Regions from separate parts of the Pan troglodytes genome. Here region 1 is linked to region 2. A link is a contact called in public HiChIP or PLAC-seq data. All regions are on one chromosome and are shown on one strand. The core of a region is the stretch at or near the end of the contact, and the rest is flanking DNA. Distances in the headings are between cores, read along the strand shown. Region 1 holds the start of F5 (coagulation factor V). Region 2 holds the start of METTL18 (methyltransferase 18, RPL3 N3(tau)-histidine).

The links. HiChIP or PLAC-seq counts read pairs in DNA pulled down with a chosen protein or histone mark.
Region 1: a contact with region 2 is called in an H3K4me3 HiChIP or PLAC-seq map of stem cell-derived excitatory neurons, with 5 times the contacts expected there. The contact joins the promoter of F5 here to the promoter of METTL18 in region 2. A contact is called at or near these places in 3 of 7 Hi-C or Micro-C datasets (induced pluripotent stem cells, a lymphoblastoid cell line and stem cell-derived neural progenitor cells) and 1 of 1 datasets of contacts at active chromatin or transcription factors (stem cell-derived excitatory neurons).

The regions. Positions count from the first base shown.
Region 1 is chr1:79,524,801-79,531,820 of NHGRI_mPanTro3-v2.0_pri, forward strand. F5 (coagulation factor V) reads left to right here and starts at 3,566. Exons shown (of 25, transcript XM_016932051.4): 1 at 3,566-3,865. The coding sequence starts at 3,708. It overlaps SELP (selectin P), which reads left to right. Exons shown (of 16, transcript XM_054655551.2): 16 at 527-1,504.
Region 2 is chr1:79,317,194-79,324,437 of NHGRI_mPanTro3-v2.0_pri, forward strand. It overlaps METTL18 (methyltransferase 18, RPL3 N3(tau)-histidine), which reads left to right and starts at 2,197. Exons shown (of 2, transcript XM_001139315.7): 1 at 2,197-2,417; 2 at 3,340-4,708. The coding sequence starts at 3,542. The coding sequence ends at 4,660. FIRRM (FIGNL1 interacting regulator of recombination and mitosis) reads right to left here and starts at 2,199. Exons shown (of 24, transcript XM_063795463.1): 1 at 2,020-2,199. The coding sequence starts at 2,130.

The DNA of each region.
Region 1 (7,020 bases), core at 2,316-4,815, 210 kb after region 2:
AGACTATAAAGCTTAACTTTTCTTTACATAATCATATATTAAATTTTAAGTATGTATTAAATTTTCAGGCATGAAGGAAATTGTGTTGGCAGTAGGACACAGGTATGACAATGGAGTTACAAAAGAGTTCACAAAAGGATTTTCATTTCCTCCAGGACAGAAATGTCCTAACAAGACATAACTTATTTCAGGATGTGTAACATTTCCATTATTAACTGCTAGGTGGTGATGATGTGGCCTTGCCTGCAAAGCAGAAGTCAGGACTGCTGAAAAATGTTTACGAACTGTTATGGAGTCAATTCCCTATGCTACCTGCTGGAAAAACAAAAATAATCTGATGCTATCCCTCTCCCAAAAAGTGGGTAGTTCAGTGTCCTACAAAAAGCCTGAATGGCAGAATATTTGAAATCTAGAAAGAAAAGGTTATGCTGCGCCTCAGGGTGTAGATATGATGAGCAATTTTTTTCTTTCTTTTATTTTTTTAAGGAAATGATAATTATTTAAATTTCTTTGGTCTCATTTCCAGAGACCTGTCCTTTTCCTGGTCTCCTCATTCAGCCTCCATATGATCCTGTTGTGAACATCAAGTTTCCTGCTACACTGGACTTAACTATAATGCATTTGCTGCAGGTTTCCATAAACACCCGTGAATCAAAGACATGGAATTAGATTAGCTCTGGACCAGCCTGTTGGACCCGCTCTGGACCAACCCTGTTTCCTGAGTTTGGGATTGTGGTACAATCTCAAATTCTCAACCTACCACCCCTTCCTGTCCCACCTCTTCTCTTCCGTAACACAAGCCACAGAAGCCAGGAGCAAATGTTTCTGCAGTAGTCTCTGTGCTTTGACTCACCTGTTACTTGAAATACCAGTGAACCAAAGAGACTGGAGCATCTGACTCACAAGAAGACCAGACTGTGGAGAAATAAAAATACCTCTTTATTTTTTGATTGAAGGAAGGCTTTCTCCACTTTGTTGGAAAGCAGGTGGCATCTCTAATTGGAAGAAATTCCTGTAGCATCTTCTGGAGTCTCCAGTGGTTGCTGTTGATGAGGCCTCTTGGACCTCTGCTCTGAGGCTTCCAGAGAGTCCTCTGGATGGCACCAGAGGCTGCAGAAGGCCAAGAATCAAGCTAGAAGGCCACATGTCACCGTGGACCTTCCTGCCACCAGTCACTGTCCCTCAAATGACCCAAAGACCAATATTCAAATGCATAATTAAAAGAATTTTCCCCAAATGCCATGTTCCTCTATTTTATGGTTTGTTCAGTAAGGTCTGTATACATCACATTGTTTACCATCAGTGTAATAACACACAATTATGGTTGTCCTATTTACACCTCGACCATTCATTCAGTCAGCAAATATGTATCGCACACCCTACACTGCAAGAGAAAATCAGAGAAATGGAAAAATTCTTCATCACCTTAATGTTTTACAGGGAAGAACAAATATGTTTTACATGTTCTTTAAATCCCATGTTTAATAAATAGGTCATTGAAAGTTATATAGTATTTATCTGGAACTGATGTTAAAAAAAATAGAGCCAAAAATTATAGTAGTCATCTTGTCTCTGTAAAATGTAATTCAATAAATATGTCATGTACACTGTATATACATAAGCAAACATGCAAATAAAAAAGCAGCCTACTCAAAGGTTACAATAATGTTGCAACAATTCTGGTAGTAACCTTGGGATTTAGGGACACAGTGCTTTCAAAACATTTCTCTGATACACTGCCAGTAGCATCTCTGACTGCTTATTTAAATGTCAATAAGTAGGCTAGGTGTTCTAGGACTTTGGTCTCAACCCTGTTTCCTGAGTCAGAATCTACATTTTGTAAAAGTTCCCCTGGGAATTCTGATGGTCTGCCAACTTTGGGAGACACTGATAATATTGTAGATAAAGAAGTGTAAGCAACTGTTCAGTTAGGGAGACAATAGATACCTGCATGGAATAACAAAAGGTAATTAACATGATTATATAATTTGAATAGTGTTGTAATAGTTCATAAAATGGAAAAGCCACTTTGAGCCCAGAATCTGGGAGATAGGCAGAACTCTGGACTGTAAAGAATGGCCCAGCAAAGAGGAAGAAAATGGGCATTCTAAGTTGGTGCAATAATATCAGCACAGGAGAAAAGACAGAATATTGGGGGGAGTGGGGAGGGAGGAAGAGGCTGTTGATGAGCCTGATATCATTAACAGAGACCTCATGTGAGGTGCCAGATTACAATTTATTGAATGTACTGAATGCATAAAGCATAAGACAGAAACTTGGAGCCATGCAGATACAGGGAACCCAGGACAAGTCATTATGATGCCTCAGACAATATAATTCGCAGATTCTCTATCAATAGCAAAGTAAGATTTAAGGTGCTGTGAAACAGTCAGATCCTTCAAGAAAAACAAGAATACGAGGGGTCCTGGAGACAGGAAAATATGATCATAATAATAAATTTGTGATTCCTTCTTTCTCTCATTTTCTCTTTCTTTCTTTCTTTTTCTTTCTTTCTTTCTTTTTTTTTTTTTTTTTTGATGGAGTTTTGCTCTCGTTGCCCAGGCTGGAGTAAAATGGCACGATATCAGCTCACTGCAACCTCCACCTTCCAGGTTCAAGCAATTCTCTTGCCTCAATCTCTCGAGTAGGTGGGATTACAGGTGTCCACCACAACGCCCGGCTAATTTTTTATATTTTTAGTAGAGACAGGGTTTCACCATGTTGGCCAGGCTGGTCTTGAACTCCTGACCTCAGGTGATTCACCCGCCTCGGCCTACCAAAGTACTGGGATTACAGGCATGAGCCACTGCGCCTAGCCTCTGTGTGTTAAGTGCTGGAACTATAGTTTACAGTAGCATTTTATCCTCCCAACATACCCTATCAGGAAAAACTATTATTGTCATCCTTATTTCACAGATGTCAAAACTGAACAGAGAGGTACAGTAACTTGCCCAAGACAACACAGCTAGTAAGTGAAACTGAAATCTGGACAACTGATTTTTTTCAGCCAAGCTCTTCAAGCCCGCTGCTATGCTGCAGCTTAGCTGGCGACAGGCCCTTATCAAGGCAGAACTGTGCCTTGATAGAGGCCAGGAAGGCGATTCAGAGCAGTAGGCCTTGTCCATGTGTTTGTTCCCTGCTTCTTCACCACTTGAAAATAGTGTTTCAGTGCCCAGTAACAGAGCACAATACTCTTTTCCTCAGATTAAAAGGGGAGCCATCTGCTTAAGGTGGTTGGGTGCCACTGCACTGCACAGAAAGTTCTCCAAGTGTGAGCTTGGACCCAGGCAGGCCTCAGGTCAGTGGTAACGGACGACTGCTTCCGTGGTGTTGGCAGGTGGAAATGGAGGGATAGAGCTTTGTCCGGCTCATGAATCCCTGGGCATTGTCCCGCCTGCTAGAGCCTCTGATCTCTGCCCCTTCTTCACCTGCAGTAAAACAGTCACTAGTTTGGTTGCTCTCCCTAATACCTCTGGTCACTGGGAGCTGTGATCTCACCAAACTCCTGCCAGGAAAAGCCCCAGAAAAAGCGGAGGGAGTGAGAGCCAGAGGCTGCTGCTGCCGTTTGCAAGAACTGCAGGGGAGGAGGACGCTGCCACCCACAGCCTCTAGAGCTCATTGCAGCTGGGACAGCCCGGAGTGTGGTTAGCAGCTCGGCAAGCGCTGCCCAGGTCCTGGTGGCAGCCAGCGGGAGCAGGAAAGGAAGCATGTTCCCAGGCTGCCCACGCCTCTGGGTCCTGGTGGTCTTGGGCACCAGCTGGGTAGGCTGGGGGAGCCAAGGGACAGAAGCGGCACAGCTAAGGCAGTTCTACGTGGCTGCTCAGGGCATCAGTTGGAGCTACCGACCTGAGCCCACAAACTCAAGGTAACTCAGGTGTGGAGTCCGGGTGGGCTTCTCTAGAGAGGAAAATCTATTTCTTTTAGAGAACATTCCCTTTGCAATGTCATGGCTTTTTTTTTTTTTTTTAACTTCAGGTAAGTCAATATAACTAATAGGAGAGTATACTGAATTAAATAAACTGGGCAAATGATAATTTTGCCTCCAACAATGTAGTTTATCATTCTGATGGTTTAGAAAGCACCCTATTTGATTGGTTAGATGCTGCCTTCTTTTCAAGTTTATTTTCACTACAGTTCTGTTAGTATGTTTGTGTTGGCTTATATATTGGTTAATTCAAAGGCACCAGGCACTTGCTCCCTCATTAGCCCTTCCTGCAAACTCCTGTTCCAGATTTTTAGTTGTATAGTATTTTTATGAGACTCCTAGTTACATATTATTTATTCCATTGTCTACATAGCTTCATCTTCTAAAACTAAAAATGAACACCTTGTGCTTTTTGTCATATAATTTTATTGCTGCCTTATAAATGACTTTCAAAATATCATCAGTTCTTGTATGTTTTTGTACTTTCACCTTTTTTCTGCTTCATATTTGACTTATTTATCCTATTGAATGTGACTCTTCATTTTTTTTTCTCTCTGTTCATCATGTCCTGGGATATGGTTTACCCTGGCTACTTAAAGGCATATGTAACTGAGAGGAGGTTTAATTCAGATAAAATACTATCCTTGAGTTGCAAACTATTTTTTCTAATTGAAATGTTAAAAATAAGACTTCTCAGAAATTAACTAAATCATAGAGTCTATTCAATATTTCCAGTTAGTTATTTTTTAAATGGTAAATCTGCTAGTGTGACTCACTTTTTTTCCTTACATCACACTTCATTATGAAAGATGTGTTCCTCTTTTACAATTACAAAACCAAAGTAATCTGCCAAAAAATAATGTAATATTTTGAGATCTTTTAGTGTATAATATTAACCTTTTTAAAACTCTTATTGTAACTGGGTTATTTTGGAGGGTATTACATACCATCTTGGTCTTATAATAAGAAGAGATCCCTCCTTCTCAAAAATAATCATTTTAAATATCGTACTTCAAAGTGATAATCTAGGTCACACCCACACCCTTCGGGAACTGCCGTAAGCTAAAACCCCAAGGAAAATAACAGTCCTTCTAACACTAATCTTGCCTGCTCATGAGTAGAATGCAGACTTGGTTGTTGGCTTTCTTGTAGCATGCTGGGTTTATGCTTGGGAGTTTTTTCTCTTGTCTGTAGTTAGCGTTGAAAATAACAAGAAAAATACTGGAGGCAGAACCAGATAGGGCAAAGGTCTGATTCACATGGTGAGTACACAGGGAACCATGACTGGTCATTCTGTCCCCTCATCCTGTGGGTAAGTTTCCAAAGTTCTGGAGATTTGTTCCTCTGGTAGCAATTGTTGAGTCAAAACCATAGAAACACAACCCAGACAAACTGTCATATTGTTTAACCCTAAATCATATCATTTCTCTCTAGCATTTTCTTATGAAAAATCTAATCCATATATCTGGCTGCTTAAACTAAGAACTTGTTCTAACTTGTCCTGCCCCTAGAGCTATGATACTCACTAGGTGAATATCAACATAGCCAACTCCATCTTTTGGCAAAGTATTTTAGCACAAAGCAGACATCTATCTACTTATTTCATATAATATTAGCAGGACAATGCCTTTTAAAGGTAAAATGTATCTATTATTCTTGCTCCAAGTCTAAGGTGAACACTTTCAAAAATTTCCTTAGAAAACTTGTTTAGTCACTCACATGTATACAAAGAGATATTGAAGAAAAGATATACATACATTTTCCTTCTAGGGTTCTAGCTTTATATGATTTTGTGATTATGAACAAATCATCTTTAAACAACCCTTATAAATGAAAAACTTGTCGTACACATTGTTTGAATTCATATCATCTGTAACTTTTTAATCAGATAGATTATTTTCCAATAGAAATTGTTCAGATCAAAATAGACATACCTCAGTATGAATACACAGCATACATAGTAAAACATGTTAGGAAACATCTCTCTGTTGAAATTACTCCACGTAAGAGACGGATATTTTTTAGTAAAGATTTTACACCATCATCTACATTTCTGTATTAAAGATCTGGGGCAGGGGAGGACAATAACTTTTCAATTGTACTAAAAATAAATAAATAAAAATGGACTTCCACATTAGGGACATTAGTATATAGAATCCTGGAATTCTTAAGTTAGAAGAATGCTAAGAGTTCATTTAATTCATATTCAACTTCCATGCTTTAACCTTCTACTTTTCCCCTTTCCCTCAGCACCAATGACCTTACCAAGTAGTTGTCTAATTTCTACTTGAATGCTGCCAGTGATGGAGAATCCACTACCTTCTCTATCTAGCTATTCTAAAAGTACTTACGTGCCTCCTTTAATTCTGCCCCCACATATTAACACAGTTTCTGTATTCCACATATTACAATTTGTGAGCATTACTGTAACTACAGATTTGTTTTTGCTTTCTGAGAAAACCTGAAGGGTAAAGACTAACTCTTATTACATTTACAAAATAATATTACTAGCTAACATGGATTGAGTATTTCTAGTGTGCCAGCTCTATGCCTTTTGCACATATCAACTTATTTAAAATTATACAACAATTCTGTGAAGGAGATTTCAGTATTAATCTCATTTTATAGTTGTAGAAACTGAGGCACAAATGGATGAAGTAAACTTTTCAAAGTAAAACAATAAGAGGTAGATATAGGCTTCAAGTCCAGAGATACTGAATTCACAGCCTGCACCCTAGCCACCTCGCTGTATAGAAGTCATGGCATATGTGGGTGCTGTTATGTCTTGATTATGGCTGGGCCACTCTCCCCACATTAGGAAGCAAAACAAAGCCACTCTGATCAACTGATTTAGACATTTGTAAGGTATTTTCTCCAAATTCTCTTTCCTTTTACCCTCATCTTTGAGTTTAAGACAAGGATAAGACTGATTTGCCTTTAGAGGTACAGAACAATAACAACAACAGCAAAAACAGGAAAGTAACCCACCACTCACAACTCTCCCTGTTGTCTGTCCTCTCTCTAATTTTATTTAAAATCATGAATGCAGTGGTTTCACATTTTTTAATCTTGCTTCTGCCACTTATCAACTGTAT
Region 2 (7,244 bases), core at 947-3,446:
AATACTACCATAAGCTGAAAAAAAGTATTGTCTAATTAGACTCCCAAGTATTTTTAAAACATGAAATATTTTTAGCCCTTTAATGAATGCTTACTATGTGTCAGGCACTGTTCTAGATGCTGAGGGTAACGCTGTGAAGAAAATCAACATCCTGCCTTTATGAACTTTGCAACATAATGTGTAGAAGTGGAAAATACACAAAGCAAACAAGAGCATTTCTTTTAATGGTAATGTGCTTTTTAGAAAACTGAACAGGCCAATGTGATACAAGTGTAAGACTGCGTTTGGGGGAACTGCCTAAGATTGAAGGCTCTGAAAAAGCCCCTCTAAGGAAGTGACATTTGGGCCAAGACATAAACATGAAATATGCAAAAGGCTGAGAGAACAAATCAGGCTGAGCAAAAAGATCTTGAGGTAGGTGAGCCTAATGTATTCATGAACAGAGTGTAGTTAATTAACTAGGTATGAGAGAAGGGCAAGGCTTATATCACCTGGAACCTTGAAGGTAAAGTGGTTTAAAAAGGGAAATGACGAGATCTATGTTTTTCCCCTCTTAACTTTTTTGGAATAATGAATTATGAGTAGAAACAAGGAAACAATACTCCAAGTGAGAGGTGATAAGGGTTTGGAATCAGAGTGGTAGCAATGAGGATGGAGATAAACGGATTGATTCAAGACATAGTTTGGAATCAGAAACAATAGAACTTACTGATCGGGTGTGTTAGAGAGAGAGGATTCAAGGTTTCAGTTTGTGAAACCATTTACTCAGATGAAGAAAACTAGAGAAGTTTGGGCTTTTTTGAATATGTCGTTTGAAGTGCAAAGCTAGGTGGGAATGTTGACTTTCAACTTAATGAAGTCTCTCTATAAGCTTTGGGGAAGAAGAGGAATCACGTTCTGTGTCTCTGTTCTCCCAAAGCCTAACACCATGTCTCACACACATTATGCATGCAGTTTAAGTGTTTTTGAATGTTTTGAGGGTGGCTATTTGTTTTCAAGTTGAAACTCCTTGAAGACGGCAATTCTGTATCTACACAAAAACTAAAAAAGGGGGCTTTGGCACCTTCTGAGATTTTGCTAATGCCTAGGTGAATAACTTCTATGTGATTACATAGGGCTTTAGCTGCACAATATTTGTGCAGTATTGAGATTCTCTCAAGTGAAGGTTACTTTTTTTCTTTTGAGTGTAATTGTATAAAGCTGGGCTCAAATGTTGTGAAAAAGATACATATACATATGGTTTACCATGAAAGGCTAGGATTCCAGGCACATTTACAACCACAAAGGCATGAGACCAATCAAGAATGTGCTGCACCCGGACGAAGAAGGCGCTAAGCGCCTCAAATCCAACAGTTGAAAGCCAACAACAAGCGGAAGCAACTCTTTCAGAAAGACTCCAGCCTGGGTGAGAGGAGTGAGAACTTGTCAAAAAAAAAAAAGAAAGAAAGAAGAAAAAGAGGTCTGAGAGGGGAAGGAGGAAAATCATTTTTATTTACTGAACATCTTTTAAAGATTTCACACCATAGAACTATGTCCTTTAATTCTCACAACGCTAAGAAAGCCCTTATTCATATTCACCACCCTTTTTACGGGAGACAAAAGCTCAGAGTATCTCGCTTTACCTCAAACTATTAAGAGCCAGAGCTATCCTCATACCGCAGGTCTCAGTCCTTGCCTCCCCCATTATCCACTAGCAAAAGTATTTACACTTAATTGCAAGCAACGAGTACAGAAAAACTCAAAGAAGGAATGGAAGAAAACGCCACATCCACTGCTAAAACCTTGGGTCAGAACACGTCCGTGAGCCTTTCCAGGGCCAAAGCCTTACTTAAATCTACCACGGTTGTCGCTTCCCCTCCAGTCCCTCACTTTTCATCCCACTCACTGACAAAGAAAAGAGGGGGTTCAGGCCGCGGTAATATAACCCAGCCTGGCGGTGGGTCTGAAGGGACAGAAGAGAAAGGTTCGCGACCCGCCCACACCCTTCTCTAGGTAGAAGTGACAACCAAGGAAGGATATGAGGAGTCGGGGCAGGACGGACGGCAGTTCCCGGCGGCATAGCTCCTCTGGCCAGCTACTTAATTCTTCCAGGGGAACCGCGCTAGCTGGGACCGCACCTTCCTGAGACATACTTTCGTCAAACAGGAGAGCTTCAAACCAGACCCGCCAAAGCCCAGACCGGAAACTCGCAGTCCCGCCAACCCTTGCGCGCTCTCCGCCGGCTCCAAACCATAGAGAGGAGGGCGGCTGGTTTCTTGGTGAGCCCGGGTCCCTCAAGGCCGGAAAGAACGTCGGGCTTCTCTAGTCCCTGGAGGACTCGACTCACTGGTGCGCGATTTAGGTCCGGAGGAGGCGTCGTGAGGTGAGCTTTTTCAGAAGCGCGATCCCAGGACACGTCGGGAAGCAAGCATCCCCAGGTCTGGATCACTGTAAACATTACATTCAAATGGGGAGGTGAGGGCCAGAAGTCCCCACTTCTGGGGTCGGATTTGTTCCGGGACCTGCAGCCGGAAGTGACTCCAAGCCTTGCAGCGTGATGGGAGAGGAAAGAGGCGCGTTCCTAGCCGCGGGACTGGGTGACCCGCCTCTCCCCCAAATTGTAAATCTTGTATAAAGGGAACAAAGATCCCACTTGCCAGAACTGTGAAAATTGAGGCAGATGATATAGTGTCTAGCGCAGTAGATAGAAGATTCTCAATAAAGTTGCTTCTTATTTCTACAGGTCTCTCCAAACTACTGCAGTGCCCTAGTTTGCGTTTGCTCTGCCACCGAATTAGTCTCTACTAATTATTGCCAAATTACCCCCACTTCCATACACTTAGGGCTGCTGTTCTCGACTAAATGTTTGGAGTGAAGTCTTGGATGAATTTACACACACCAGGCCATACCTATGCATGTTTTTAAAAGGACGCTGACTTACCAAAATAAAATACTGCACCTCTTCTGTAAAAGACAGAAGTGAAGTTATTCTGGAAGCTTAGGGGGTGAATATGGTTGGACACAAATCAAGACAGCTGAAAGACAGCAAGTAGCTAGGCTGTCCTGTCTGAATATCTTGGACTTTATGTTTGTCCAGGTGGTAGTGGTGGTGGTTGCTGCTGCTGCTGTTCTTCTGTTTGTTTTTATAGTTGATTTTCTTCTCCCACTTTTGAACCCTTAAGGTGTGTATGAGTGTCCAAATCTCTTATCTCTCTCTCTTCCCCACAACTTTTTAAGAAAAAGCAGCTGTATGGTGGGACGGGGAGGGGTGGGGGTGGCTGTTTAATATTACACTTTAGTGAAATATGCCATTTTGCTTTAATCATCATTTTCTTTCTTTTTTTTTTTTTTTCTTTCCAGAGCTGCTTGGAAAGAGGACCAAAGACGTCTAAAAAGTCATTTGGAAATATCTCTAAATATTTGTTACCATGTATAAGCTGCTAAAGAGAAATTGGGCCCAACAAAACTAATTGAATAATTGAGGCAGATTTGTGTGTATCATCAAATTCTATCCAGAAGTTGAAGAATCTGAATTTAAAGATTGTGTGCATTTAATAAGAGGATGACCTTTCAGTTTAATTTCACTATAGAAGACCATCTGGAAAATGAATTAACACCCATTAGAGATGGAGCTTTGACCCTGGATTCCTCAAAAGAGCTGTCAGTCTCAGAAAGTCAAAAAGGAGAAGAGAGGGACAGAAAATGTTCTGCAGAACAATTTGACTTGCCTCAGGATCACTTGTGGGAACATAAGTCAATGGAAAATGCAGCTCCCTCTCAAGACACAGACAGTCCACTCAGTGCAGCCAGCAGTTCAAGGAACTTGGAGCCACATGGAAAACAGCCCTCCTTGAGAGCTGCCAAAGAGCATGCTATGCCTAAAGATTTAAAGAAGATGTTAGAAAATAAAGTCATAGAAACATTACCAGGTTTCCAGCATGTTAAGTTATCAGTAGTGAAAACCATCTTGTTGAAAGAGAACTTCCCTGGAGAAAACATAGTTTCAAAAAGCTTTTCTTCTCACTCTGATCTGATTACAGGTGTTTATGAGGGAGGCTTAAAAATCTGGGAATGTACCTTTGACCTCCTGGCTTATTTCACAAAGGCCAAAGTGAAATTTGCTGGGAAAAAAGTCTTGGATCTTGGTTGTGGATCAGGTTTACTGGGTATAACTGCATTCAAGGGAGGGTCCAAAGAAATTCACTTTCAAGATTATAACAGTATGGTGATTGATGAAGTAACCTTACCTAATGTAGTAGCTAACTCCACTTTGGAAGATGAAGAAAATGATGTAAATGAGCCAGATGTGAAAAGATGCAGGAAACCAAAAGTAACACAACTATATAAATGCCGATTTTTTTCTGGTGAGTGGTCTGAGTTTTGTAAGCTTGTACTAAGCAGTGAAAAACTTTTTGTAAAATATGATCTCATTCTCACCTCAGAAACCATTTACAACCCAGATTATTATAGTAATTTGCACCAGACTTTCCTTAGACTGTTAAGTAAAAATGGACGTGTACTTTTGGCCAGCAAAGCACATTATTTTGGTGTAGGTGGAGGTGTTCATCTCTTTCAGAAGTTTGTAGAAGAAAGAGATGTTTTTAAGACCAGAATACTCAAAATAATTGATGAAGGATTGAAGAGGTTCATAATTGAAATAACTTTTAAGTCTCCTGGTTAATTAACGTTCACTGAGTATCCAAAATGAAATAAACAGAAGGACCAAAAATTTGAGTGTTTGATTTCTGTTTTGCTATTATTTTTCCTGAAATTTTGATGTTGTTTGTTTAGTTTTGTTTATCCAAATCATAAGTGAGCTATGTTACCAATCTTGTACTCACTAGGTGAAACTGAGAATGTATCCTTGTGCATTTGATGAGATCTCCTGGGAAATCATTTTGTAAGAAAATCCGGTATTCTCCATCTTCATTCTATTTGACCTTTTACCACCTTTGACGTTACATGAAATTGTTCCCAGGAAATCCTGCCATTTCTTCTCTCAAGTCTGTGAATTTCTTCCCAGTCTTCGTTAGTTCCTTGTTCACATTAATATATATCACTAAATATTAGGTTGGGGCCTTATGTAAATAGGAAGAGGTTTTTGTTTCATTTTGTTTTTATATTCATTTACCTTGTATAGTAAGGATCAGAATGCTGAGAATTTAACTAAATTCACATGGAGATGAGGAAACAAAGGGAATCTGTGACAGAGTATAAAAGTAATACAGAGAACTTGTACTACTTGAGGTTTACCCCTTATAGCCAAGTAAAAGATCCTGCAGTCTTGGTAGGAGGAAAAAGAATAAGAAAGGAGAATTCCAGATTTGGGGGAGTATAGACTTACCAGTTGTTAAATAGTAGGAAAGAAAGGAGAAAGTGTTTTGTTGATTCAAATGCAAAAATTTTCACATGTTACCACATTGGGAATTGGGATCTGCCTTGCTCTCTATAAGAACAGTAAAACTGACAGCATTTTTTTCTCTCTTGGAAGTAGCTAAAATAATCGGACATCATGGATTCAATTGAATGTGATATTTACTGGACTTTGTATAGTATCTTGCATAATACTTAAAACCTTATGAGGTATATGTCATCCCCATTTTAGTAGCGATCATAATAGCTAACTAGCATTTACTGTATACAGGGCAGAAGAGCTTTACATATGTTAACATTAAGTATTCATAACTGCCCTATAAGACTCCAAGAAGTTAATTGATTTGCTCCCAGTCACATTTCTCACCTTGAACCAGCATCTGAAGGCTTTAAAATCTTTACACTCTTTCATCACCCAGTGGTCTCAACTCTACCAATGCCTATTTTCATCACAAATATTTCTGAGCACCCTCTTACTATGCTAAGATGAAAGTCATAGTTAAGGAAACTTACTTATATACATTATTAAAAAGCATATTCCTAGTTTATATATAATTATATGTGATACTCATTCACAACTCTAATATGAAGAAAGTAATTTATAATCAAATAATTTATATCTCATCAGATACACACACAGATGTAGCTACACAGAAGACATGCAGCAGCCAGATGCTTATACCTAGCAACAGGGGTCCCTGATGCCTGGGCCATGGACCAGTACCGGTCCGTGGCCTGTTAGGAACTGAGATGCATGGCAGGAGGTGAGTGGTAGGCAAATGAGTATTACTGCCTGAGCTCTGTCTCCTGTCAGATCAGCAGCGGTGTTAGATTCTCATGGGAGTGCACACCCTATTGTGAACTGCATGTGTGAGGGATCTAGCTTGTGCACTCCTTGTGAGAATCTAATGCCTGATGATCTGAGGTGGAACAATTTCATCCTGAAACCACTCCCCTGCCCAGCCCTTCATGGAAAAATTGTCTTCCACAAAACTGGTCCCTGGTGCCAAAAAGGTTGGGGACTGCTAACCTAGAGTACCATTACTGAAAATGCCACAGCTACAATTCCAGACTTACCTACTAGGTAAGGTAGAACAAATTGGCCTTGACAGCTGGATTGGGGAATTGAGGTACAAATCACTGGATAGAGGCTCATAATACATTAATTGGTTTCAATGATTTTGAGACAAATAGGTATCTCTTAATTCTCCAAGAGAATTAGACTTTTAATGAGGTCTCATCCAGGAGGCCCATTCAGGAACAGCAGAGACATAGCCTCTAACTAGGGGCTCAAGACACAATCTCATTTCCCAGGGAGAGGGTCCAACAAGTGCAGAAAGGATCAAAGCAGAAGCCCAGTCATGGGAACTAGATAATTTGGGGCATTAAAGATAAATTTGGGGCCAGGCATGGTGGCTCACACCTGTAATCCCAGCACTTTGGGAGGCCAAAGCAGGCAGATCACCTGAGGTCAGGAGTTTGAGACCACCCTGACCAACATGGAGAAACCCCTTGTCTACTAAAAATACAAAATTAGGTGGGCGTGGTGGTGCATGCCAGTAATCCCAGCTATTAGAGAGGCTGGGACAATAGAATCGTGAGAAGCGCTTGAACCCAGGAGGCGGAGGTTGCAGTGAGCCGAGATCACGCCATTGCCCTCCAGCCTAGGCAACAGGGGAAGACTCAACAAAAAAAGAAAAAGAAAAAAAAAAGATAAATGTGGGGGTATCAAACAGCCCAAAGGGAACACACCTACCCAAGATAGCTGGCAGCAAAAGGGACTTGAGACACAAATTATGGCTACAAATCCAGGAAACGGATACGCAGCTTTCTCATGTAACAGTATCATTTAATCATTTAAGGGTTATGATAACTTGGGTTAAAATTCGATT